Linked DNA regions of Gossypium hirsutum: region 2 is linked to region 1. Evidence: chromatin contacts called from public Hi-C data. All regions are on one chromosome and are shown on one strand. Each heading gives the region's core, a stretch centred on a gene start, on an enhancer-like site or on the middle of the called end of the contact. The rest is flanking DNA. Distances are from core to core; before and after follow the strand shown. Region 1 holds the start of LOC107922337 (transcription initiation factor IIF subunit beta). Region 2 holds the start of LOC107916540 (thioredoxin H1).

What was found. Hi-C and Micro-C count contacts between places; a contact is called where the count stands out from the background.
Region 2: a Hi-C map of leaf shows a contact between it and region 1, with 2.1 times the contacts expected there. The contact joins the promoter of LOC107916540 here to the promoter of LOC107922337 in region 1. A contact is called at or near these places in 2 of 34 Hi-C or Micro-C datasets (hypocotyl and leaf).

What each region holds. Positions count from the first base shown.
Region 1 is chrA01:23,975,055-23,980,646 of Gossypium_hirsutum_v2.1, reverse strand. LOC107922337 (transcription initiation factor IIF subunit beta) reads right to left here and starts at 1,331. Exons shown (of 6, transcript XM_016852332.2): 1 at 777-1,331; 2 at 404-512. The coding sequence starts at 971. It overlaps LOC121219581 (V-type proton ATPase subunit a3), which reads right to left. Exons shown (of 18, transcript XM_041097996.1): 16 at 5,452-5,592; 17 at 5,303-5,362; 18 at 4,741-5,192. The coding sequence ends at 4,988.
Region 2 is chrA01:24,142,452-24,148,107 of Gossypium_hirsutum_v2.1, reverse strand. LOC107916540 (thioredoxin H1) reads right to left here and starts at 3,274. Exons shown (of 3, transcript XM_016845811.2): 1 at 2,894-3,274; 2 at 2,469-2,591; 3 at 2,045-2,372. The coding sequence starts at 2,980. The coding sequence ends at 2,223.

The DNA of each region.
Region 1 (5,592 bases), core at 82-2,581:
CAAATGCTCTTCACAACACACATTCAATATGCTCACTAAAGAACTCCAAAAATATACTAAATATGCATTTAAAGGTATACATAGTCTCCCCTCATAATCTTTTTACGAATAAAAAGAACACTCACAATTAACTTGTGGACAGCATACCAATTCCTAATATGCACATTATTCTGATTAAACCCTCAATGCTATACAGCAACAAGTGCACCATGTATCTAAGAAAATATTCACTAAATCATGAAAGTAAGAAACACTCCCAGTGTAGTTTTTATAAGAAAACCACATTTTGAGGTAAATTGTTACTTCAAGTTACCGTACAAAGTGACAACAAAAAGGGATTGAATTAGATAACACACAAATGAATACTTGAGAAGCAAAAGAAAAAAGGAACCATAATTCTTACCCTGAGTTGTTTCAGAGAAAACGGACATAGGAACAAAGTCTTTAAACATATTCAAGGCGTAACTCTTTGGCATATTTCCAATCTCAGATCCAGCCATCTCCATAGTAAACTGATCATCAACTGATAAACTCGTGAGAAATAAGAAAACAACAGAACTAATAATACAACTTAAAACGTATAACAAGAATGTCATTCAAATCTTTTACTTGGTAGATTATAGAATCAATAACCAAGAAACCTCTTTTACCACAATTAAAGAGCCAATTCACCATTAATAAAAAAGGGGTATTATCTAAAACTTGTAATTAAGAGTTCCAAGTTGCGAATTCAGGGTTAAAAAACTATCATCTTCAAGTGTTTAGGGTTAGAGTACCTGCATAGAAGAAGGGTCATCGGGTTTGCGAGGGTCGAGAGAGAGGACAACCTTGGCGACAGGCTGTGAATCGGAAGAAGAAGCGGTCTGACTCTTCCATGGTTTGGCCACAACGACCGGACACTTCATTAACCAAACCGATCTATCAGCTTTTCCAGTCTCCAAAAAGCCGCTATTACTGTGATCTTCGTCCATCTTCAAGCTCTTCCTCTGCGAACTGATCAAAATTCCTCTTATTTCACGTTTACCAGCAAGGCAGATTTGGCAGAGCCTGGAAATTTCCTTGGTCAGTTTCTTCTACTTTTTGCTGCCAGAAGACTGACAGCAATTGTTTTTGTTCATTCACGGTATTAAATTTACGAGTTGAGGAATGAATTGGACCCTGACGAACCGCACGGAACGAATTTAGGGAACCGGATTTGTCGTAAAGCTAGTAATGGGCCTAATGGTATCAAAAATAGAGAGAAAATTTAGCTGAGGTTGAAGCCTGTCCGGATCTCATGGGCAGGACAGCTCAGATTGAATCGAGTCCACTATTTTTCAATTTTTTTATTCAACATCAGATTTAAGTAATAAAATTTTAAATAAAATCTGAGAATTGGGATGAGGAAAAACTCCTTTTTAAGTTTAACTAATCCCTCCCAAACTTAGAAATTTAATAAGAAACATCCGAATTAAATTAAATTTAATTGTTTTATTTTTGAAATAAATAAAAAAAATGTTTTATTTTTATTTTAGAATAAATAAGATTAATTTTTTAAGTTTAAACTTAAAACTTAATTGAGATGTTTAATTTATATGGTCCTAGATAAAAATTAATAAACACATTACATTTTCTAATCATCAAAAATAGAAATTTTTTATCAAATAAATTTAGATTTAAAAAGTATAAAAATGTACTAGAGTTACGACTTATAATTTGTCTATAGAAAAAAATGGGAACTAATGAAATTTCTCATCCACATGGTTTTGAAATCGTCATAGAACTTAAAGCTAAGAATATTCTACTTAAGTTTAACAATAATAAATTATAATTTTATATGTACGGAGATATATATTATATTTATATATTAAGGATTTTTTTATAAATATTTCAAGGATGGATGAGGCATCGGATCATATTACAACCTATCATATTCGAATTTTTTCTCAATTCATCCCGACATGAAAATATTTTAATTTTACAAACTAATTAAAAAATTAACATGTGTTTTACTTATATCGTATTTGTTTTAGAAAAAGTATTGTATGATTATCATCTTTATCCTTTTAAATTTTTTTAGAAGAAAATGCTGAAAATTAGAAAAAAAAATTAAATTTGTCATTCTTTTATTTTGAAAGAGATAAAAATAATTTGAAATCACAGTTTGCTACAATCCATTCTCTTTATTTTAGTTTTTGAAAATTTTTTTTGGGCAAAAGTTTTCAAGATTATTAAATACATCGTATTAAAAAATTAGCATAAATGCTACTTTAAAAAAAAATTAGTGAATTGAATTCAACTATCAAAAAAGAAAATGAGCCTTGAGCGTTTGGGATCCCCTCTGTCTTTGAATCTGGAAAGAGCAACAAAGAAGTTAAGATTCGAGATCATAGAGAAAATGATGACGATAAAATGGTGCTTAATGAATCTTTGCCAATTCGAATGATGGTGGTGCATCAGGTGATGGAAGCGTTTTGCAATTTCTCTGGCAACGGAGTGAGCAATGAGAAAACTACTATGTATTTCACGAAGAATGTTTCTAATCAAATGAAGGATCTGATAAGTGGAGGATTGGACTATAATTCTGCTGAAGATCTTGGGAAGTATTTGGGCGTCCCCATTTTTCATTGACGAGTCACGAAGGCTACTTTTCAGTATTTTATCAACAATATGAAACAAAAGTTAGTCGGCTGGAAGACGAGTGCTTTGTCTTTGGCTGGACGAATTACACTTGCTAAAGCGGTAGTGTCAGTCATACCTATTTATGTGATGAAATCAATCGTTGTTCCAAAAGGTCTTTGCTAGGAAATGGAGAAAATAATCCTCAACTTTGTGTGGGGGAGCACGGATGAAAAACGGAAGATTAGTCTAATTAAATGGGAAGAAGTGTGCAAACCAATTAAAAGTGGTGGACTGGGATTTAAAATTTTGAGCAAGCAAAATGATGCTTTCTTGATGAAGATAGGTTTCAACCTTATTCAACAATCGAATCAGCGTTGGATCCAAGTTCTTCGTACCAAGTATAAATGTGTTGAAAAGGTACCACAAACTTTGCACACAAATTATGTATCGCGGTTATGGAAAGGAATGAGTAAAGTCTGGGAAACTGTCAGGGATGGTGTAATTTGGAATGTTGGAAATGGTAAGGTTGTTGATTTTTGGAGAGATGAATAAATAAAAAATCATGGGAAATTGAATATGGTATGTTTGAATCCGGATTTGCTACCCAATGAAACTGTGCTAGTTTATAGTATGGTTAACAATAAAGGAAAATGGGATATGGATGTCTTAAAAAGCATGTTGCCATCATCCTCTGTTGCATATATTACTGCAGTTAAACAACCTATGGCGAATGATGAGTTCGAGGATAAACCTGGTTGGAAATGAAACAAAGGAACTGTCTTCACTTCTAAGTCATCATATGAATTGTTGAGCGAGGAATTTGATCAAGAAATTTATAAGAGGTGGCAGGTGATTTGGAAGATTAGGGGGCCACAGCGAGTGAGAGTATTTCTTTGGCTTGTAGTTCATGAAAATTGCTAACGAATGCGGAACGATAGAGACGACATATTACAATAGACCCTTCGTTTAATCAATGTGGAGCCAGATTGGAGAACATAGATCATGTTTTGCGAAAATGTTTGCCAACGACTGACCTTTGGAGTTGAGTGGTGAAGAGTGGCAAATTGAATGAATTCTTAGGCCTTAGCTGATTGGGTTCATGTAAACTTATCAAGGTCGGAATACTTTGCTCAATGATGAAAACTGGGAGGTGTTTTTTGGGGTGGCATGCTAGAGCCTATTGCTGCGAAGAAATCAAGTTATCTTCAATGATAATTTTTCTGAGTGGAAAAGCACGCTGGACAAGGCAACGCTTTAAGTCTAGAGTTTTGTGATGCGACTCAAGGTACAAACGGAAAAGATAACAGGGGAAAAGAGAAGATATTGTAGCATATTTGTTGGTAGCGCACTAAATCAGGATGGCTCAAAGTGAACACAGATAGTGCTAGACTACTCAAGCGTGGTTTTGCAGTAGATAGAGGATCGGTCAGAGATGAAAATGGTGTCTAACACTCAGGATTTACAAGAAATATAAGGATATGCATCACTATCAAGGTTGAATTACAGGGTATCCATGATGGGTTGATATTAGCAAGGAAGATGGAGGCAAGATGAGTGATCTTAAAAACAAATAGGTTGGCAACATTAGACCTTGTTTGTGAAAAGAGTGAGATGAATTACGACAGTGCTGTTCTACGAAATGTCAAAAGAAAGATTGTTGGTGATTGAGATATTGATCTCAAACATGTGTTTCGTGAAGAAAATTGACTAGCAGATAGTATGGCGACCATGACCTTTAATTTGGAACTGAGTTTTAGTGTCTTCCCACAGCCACCTAATGAAAATTTTCAAATTCTACATAAAGATTTAGAAAATTTTCAAATTCTACATAAAGATTTAGATGGTTTTGTAGTGCCTAGAATAATTATAGTTTAAATACCAGTGATTTTCTACATTTACCAAAAAAAATAAAAATACATCGCACTCATATGGTTACTTGTATAGGGCGGACCAATGGCTGGATCCAAACATTAATTTGATTATTGCATAATATTTGCAGGTTCATGCTATTGTAGGTATCATGTTTGGTTCTTGTATAAACAAATAAATATCACTGATTTTGCTCGTTGTCTTCAAAGAAAAAAAAAAACCTCTATCAATCGACTGTTAAATTACATTGCATGATACAAAAAAGAAAAGTGTCACAAAATTATTCATTTCTTCCAATTAACAGACATACAACAATCACCAATGTGGAAACACAATGGCTATGTTAACAAATTACAACTTTGACTAGCGGGGGGGAACGTGAACAAAGCCTTTGTCTTCTCTAATCCCAACAAACAAGTTCACCACTTCATATACAGAACCTCTAAAATATGAGTTTAAATCCCTACCTATAGGACCAAGGGAATGTATTTTTTAATACTCCTTTGTGTTTGTTCTTTCATTCATCTTCGGCATCAAGTGATGCAAATGAAAATGGCTGAAATTTATAACCGTCTCCTTCGTAGAACTTATTCTGAAACTCAACCCAATGAAGCCTCAAAGCGTGTAAGAATGCGCTGAGGGTTTCCATCACTAGTAACACACCAACTGTTGCGCATATAAATACAAATATACCGATGATAAGAATGAAGATATTGTTGAATCTGCAAAAGAAAGCAAATGATAATAATCAGTCCTTTTTAATTAAATTCAAAATACTTACTAATGCAAGAGAAAATGTTTTGAGGAGAAAAGTAGACTACTCCGTACTCACCCCCAGGCCAAAAGTAAAACCTTGTCATAAAATACACTTGACAACTCTGAATGGGCTAGGCTGTAAAATGTAAAATCAAACAAATCAGATGCAGTCAAAGAGGCCTTTCTTTGCAAGGGACTTGAAGGTTTCAAGTGGTTAGAATCTACCTAAGAGCCCATAAACGCAGATATGAAGCTGTATTCGACACTGCTCCAAGCACAAATTCGATAGTGTGTATAAGTTGGTGAACAAAGATCTCACTGAACTCAAACTCTTCATGGCTACTGGAACCATGACGTACTTCCATT
Region 2 (5,656 bases), core at 2,025-4,524, 170 kb before region 1:
CTACCTCATACCAATAAGGTCTCATGATATATGTCCTAATTATATTTTTGAGCTTTTTTGGCAATCAACTTTTGTTCTTTTTTTCAATGTGTTTTTTCTAACAGATTTAATGAAAATACCGTTAAAAAGGTTAAAGGGAATGATGTGAAATTTTATATGTGGAATATTTTTAATGAGATGTAATTTATTACTTAGATAATCCAATAGGACAATTACATATGGAAATAATAGAATAAATAAATAATACATTGAATTAAAAAATAACTCTTAATTTAAAGAAAATAAACATAATTATCAAAAAAATTAACTCAATAAAAAAACTTCTCAATAAACAAATATACAAAAGATTGAAACATTTTGAAAGAAAGAAATGATTGAAACCTCGAATTTATTCATTAAATCTGTTAAAAAATGCAGTTTGAAAAAAAAATCAAAAGTTCATGGCCAAAAAAGACTCAAAAATACAGTTAGGACCATTTTGATAAAACATGCAAATGTTAATGACCAAATTTATCATTAAGCTTTTTTTTTTTTTTATCTATCTTACATACCTTTACCCAATAATGAGAAGGTTTACCGAATTTGGTGCCCTGTTCAAGACTTGGCTTTTACCGTTAATCATTTCGTACAAAATTGTTGCTCATGTATCAACTACTATTTGGTTAGTTACCATGTTTTTAATTGAAAAAGATTCAGGGTGCCAGCAATGACTTTAAGGTTATGGCTAATGATCAATATACTTATGATAGTATCATGGAGGAACCAACTATGGACGGACCATTTATTAAAACCAGTTATGACTATGATGCTCCAATTGATGAATATTGTGAGAAAACTGAGGTCATTGCCACCAATTTTTCTCATTTCCTTTTCTTTCTGCGTTCTCATGGATCCAAACTTCTGTATATACATACAGCAACATTTACCATGGATTTTGTCTTTGAACTCTAAATTGTGACTGACAAGTGCTCCTCGTTTAGGTTTAATCCGGCGACCTAAACACGATCTTCTGAAGGAGCTTCGTAGAGCTATTAAACTATGTGAACATGCTTTAGTTCCTTCAGATCCTACTGTTACTTCCTTGGGAACCTATCAGCAAGTAGGCTTTTTATGTCCTGATTATTCTAATTATCTGTTGGTAGGATAATCCACAAATGAGTCGTTCTGCCAACGATGTTAATGTTGTAGTAAATGTAATTAGATATGTTAGTATCTCAATACAATATCTAAGAGTTAGTAATGATTGTTTTCCAGGCCCATGTATTCTCTCCAAAGCAAGGCAACTGTGCAACTTTTCATGGGAGACTTACAATGAAGACATTTCTTCTCTAGGGGAAAGCCCAAGAATCACAGTTCCTGGACTCTTGGAGCATCTGAATGTTACCAGCTACCTGTGGTACACAACCAGGTGAGGCACTTCATTTTGAAGCACCTGAGGTTTATCGAGATCTCGAGCATGAGCAAAATAAGAGATTATCCATAACTATGTTATGCAGACTCAACCTTGAGTTCAGCTAATAGTTTCTTCTGGGTTAAATTTTAATCCAGTGTTGACATCAGTCTGTTGGAATCATTTCTACGACGAGGACGAAAATCGACTCTCGATCATGCTCTTCATGTCTTCATCAACGGACAGTAATATGAATGAAACATATTGAGAGCACTCTACGGGACTAGGGAAAAAAGGGGATTCATACTTGCTGGAACAAATCACATTACACTTCTCAGCATAGCTGTCGTATTGCCGGTTTGTTGCTCTTGACCATGCTTATCTGGATGCAAATATTAGCTACATATGTACAGTTAGTTCGGACTATTTCTTCATCTATGGGTCCGTTGGGATCGGCGGCAAACATAGCAAGTGAACTGGACTTGTCTCAACCAAAACTTTAAAACTCAAAACAGTAAATATGGAAGTTTCTGGATTACTGATACAAATTTATGTAGGTGTTTAAGGTTAAGAGTGGTTCCAAGAAAGCCATGCTAACTAGGGTGAAATTCAAAAGAATAATATGGGATAAACAAGTATAAAAACATAGATAACTTATAGAAAGCATACACTAATTTAAATATAAGATAAGATCTGAAATAGAAACAAGGACAACAGGCAGAGAGAGTAGCCAAATATAAATACAACCACACATTATTTAGTGTCTGTCAGACATTCATAAGATCCTAGTTTCATAAACAACTCCAGACATCAAGTACATTTAAATGTTGATTCATGCTGTCTGCACCGAGGTAGATGAATGGAAGGCAATTTTCTGCTGCAATTCATCTTTCCTTGCACCCACAAGCTTGTCAATTATGGTGCCTCCTTTCAGAAACACAAAAGTTGGCATCGCCTCAATAGCCCACGACTGAGCGACAGACTGCACAATTACAAAGAGCATGGTGTAAGAAAATTTGACAAGTCAAAAGTTAAAATTACAGGCTTTTTAATTAAGCAATGGCTTAAGAGACCCTACTTTCAGTTCATCCACGTCCACCTTCAAGAATATGACGTTGGGCAGCTTCTTAGCAAGATCCACCAGGATTGGTGATATAAAACGGCATGGCCCGCACCATGATGCTGTGAAATCCACCACCACCTATCCAAATAAATCTTTTCTTAAGTATCATACATACAGATCTATAATTTATCATAACAACACAATAAACAACACCTAATACTTGTGATACACCACTAGTACATAACTGAGGACCTTGCTAAGAACTATACAGGACAAATTAAGCAGGAGATTACTAAGTCCTTCGCTGAAATCAGCCCAAGTTTACGTAGACAAAACCAATTTTTCCAAACAACCTAGCAAGCAAAATTTGGTAGCTAATACAAAGAAACAGCAATTTCTGTACCAGTTTTCTTAAGTTACAACAAAGAAAAGATATTTACCAGTTTGTTGGACTCGTTTCCCATCTGGAGCTGCTGCTGCCATGACTCAACAGTGTGGCAGGCAATTACTTGTCCCTCTTCAGCCATAGTTTTTTCACTTAACCTCAAAGCTTACAAATTAGGCAAAGCAAAATACTTTTTATCTTGTTTCCCTTGTGTTTGTTTGACAATTTCGATAGTGCACAATCCTTTATATAGAGGAGTTTAGAGGCTAATTACGAGAATGCCATAGGTAAAGTTCGGGAATCACGTGACGCATTCTCATATGTCAGTGACGGAATAATATTAGTGGTCAGCGGTGAGAATGGTTCCGCGTTTTCGTGTCCATGTAAATGGAACCCAAGTATGAAAGGCGCTTTTGAATTTGGAAGGACACGGCACGTACGTTACATGCGGCACCTGTTTAAATTAATAATAAAGAATCGGATTCAATGTGATAACGAAATTCAACTATTTTTAAAAATTTAATGTTGAAAAAAAAAAAAGTAAGAAGTCTAAAATGGATAAATTGCACTCAAGCTCATTAAATTATTAGTACATTTAAGCTTTGGTCATTTAATTTTAAAAAGTTATAAAATTGAGTCATTAATCTATTAGAAAATTTTCATTTAAATCATTATAATGTTAATTTTTTTTAATCGGGTAGTGAGGCTTGAGCGGCAATTTAACAATCGTTATGGTGGGTCAGTACTCATTGATGAGTAGAAGAACATATATTAGATCTAAGTTAATTTGATGATCGGTGTTGGAGATCGAAAAAGAAAATTATTTAGATTTTGGTTCATAAATTCGTGAGTCCAAAGTTATTTCATAAAAAAAAGCTAAACTATAAAAAAAAAGAGAATGAGAGCTTTCGATGTTAATTTTGATAAATTTTATTTGGAGTTTGTTTGGAGTTGAACTATGTATGAGTCAAATTATTTTCATGTTATTTTTTTAACACTAAATATTATCTTTGATAAATTTTAGCCTTATTTAATCAAATAACTAATTCCATCTAACCCCTATAATAGAGCAACATGCCAAATACCTTCACCCATTTAATTTACATTAATATTGACAACAAATTCAAAAAAGTTTGTCGAAAGTAGTATAATTTACAAAATAATACATTTTAAAAACAACCAATTATAAAATAATATAATTCATTTTTCTTATCCTTTAGATTGCACAAATTCGAAAGACTCTATTATCCTTTAGGTTGCACAAATTCAAAGGACTCTATTGCAAAAGTGTCTACTTTCACATGCATCCTCCATGCGAACTTTCATGCTTTTATTTGTTTCATCAGCAAAAATAAAGCATCAATATCATTTTTGCTTAGAAAAGATCATTCATGCCACCAATATTTTGGCTTACCTTAAACTAGGTAGTTTTGCTGTTCTTCACGTGACAAACACAAACATAGAAAATTTTGTCCACGACACGAACAAACCCTAACCCCCTTTTTTTAAACCCTAACATTAGACAACATAATTATTTTTTTAGTCACCACACTCAAACAAACCCATAAAAGATGTTGCATATGTCGCTGAGATACCCTAACCCATCTCCATAAACTTGAAATCTCCATATTCATGCATTTGGTTAGCCATAGATTGATGGGCTATTTTTTCTTGGATTGGATCGCTCTCTCTCAAAAAAAAAAAAGCTACTTGTGGAATTTTTTTGGTGAAAATAAGATTACAACCAATTAAACAAAGCTAACAAGAGGATTTTCTGCAAACAACTGTAATCCATCCTTTGTGTCGAACGTCATTTTGGCTATTTGATCTGTTTCTTTGTTTTCTTATCTAGGAATATGATCTAATCTCCAATTCCTTATGCTACCCAAAAGCTGACGAATGCATCTGACTAAGGTCGAACACTAAGACTTTGAATCAGGATCCTGAATAGCTTCAACGACCTCCAAACTATTCGTTTTTATCAACACTCTTTCATATTGTTTAACTTGCAACAAAGATAAGTCATCTAAAATACCCTATAATTCAACATCAAAAATAGAGCATTTCCCCAAATGTTTATTGAATCCAAAAAGCCACTCCCCCCGTTCATCTCTTAAGTCTTCCCTTGCGACAGCATATCCAGAATCAATCTTCACTGCACCATCCGTTTGTAGTCTCACCCAATTTTCACCCCAAACAAACTCATTTTTCCGAACTTCCATCATGTCAATTGTCGTTTTGAGAGTGTTTATATTGCTTGGTCCCCTAAAAGCCTTTTTAATAATTTCCTGTAAGCTCCATGGCACTCCTTAAAAGACAAAGAGATTCTTATTCTTCCAAATTCTCCAAATAACAAGACCAAAGAAAACTGTCCAATCAATCCCCCCAAATGCGAGCTTTTGACTATTTCCCATATTAGATACTAGCCACTCTTGCAAATTCCCAAAAAAGAAATTATTATGTTCTTCAGCTGGGATTATTTGAGTCTAAATATCTTTAGCTGCATTACAGTCTCTAATGGTATTATGACTTTCTCTAGTTCAATCCCACAATTTGGGCAAAGATTATTGTGCTAAATACCCCATCTTTTGCTTCTCCACTTGTGTGAGCAGGTGTTGTTTGATAACCAACCAAATAAAAAATCGAACCCTCTGAGGCCCCTGATACTTTCATGCTAATTTCCAAATTTCATCCTTTAAACTCCACGAATTCTCCTTAAGAATCTTGTAGGCATTCTTGACAAAGAAGGCATTAGATGTGGTTCCTACCCAGGCTACTATGTCAAAACTTGTAGAGGGATATAGGGGAGGAATACTGA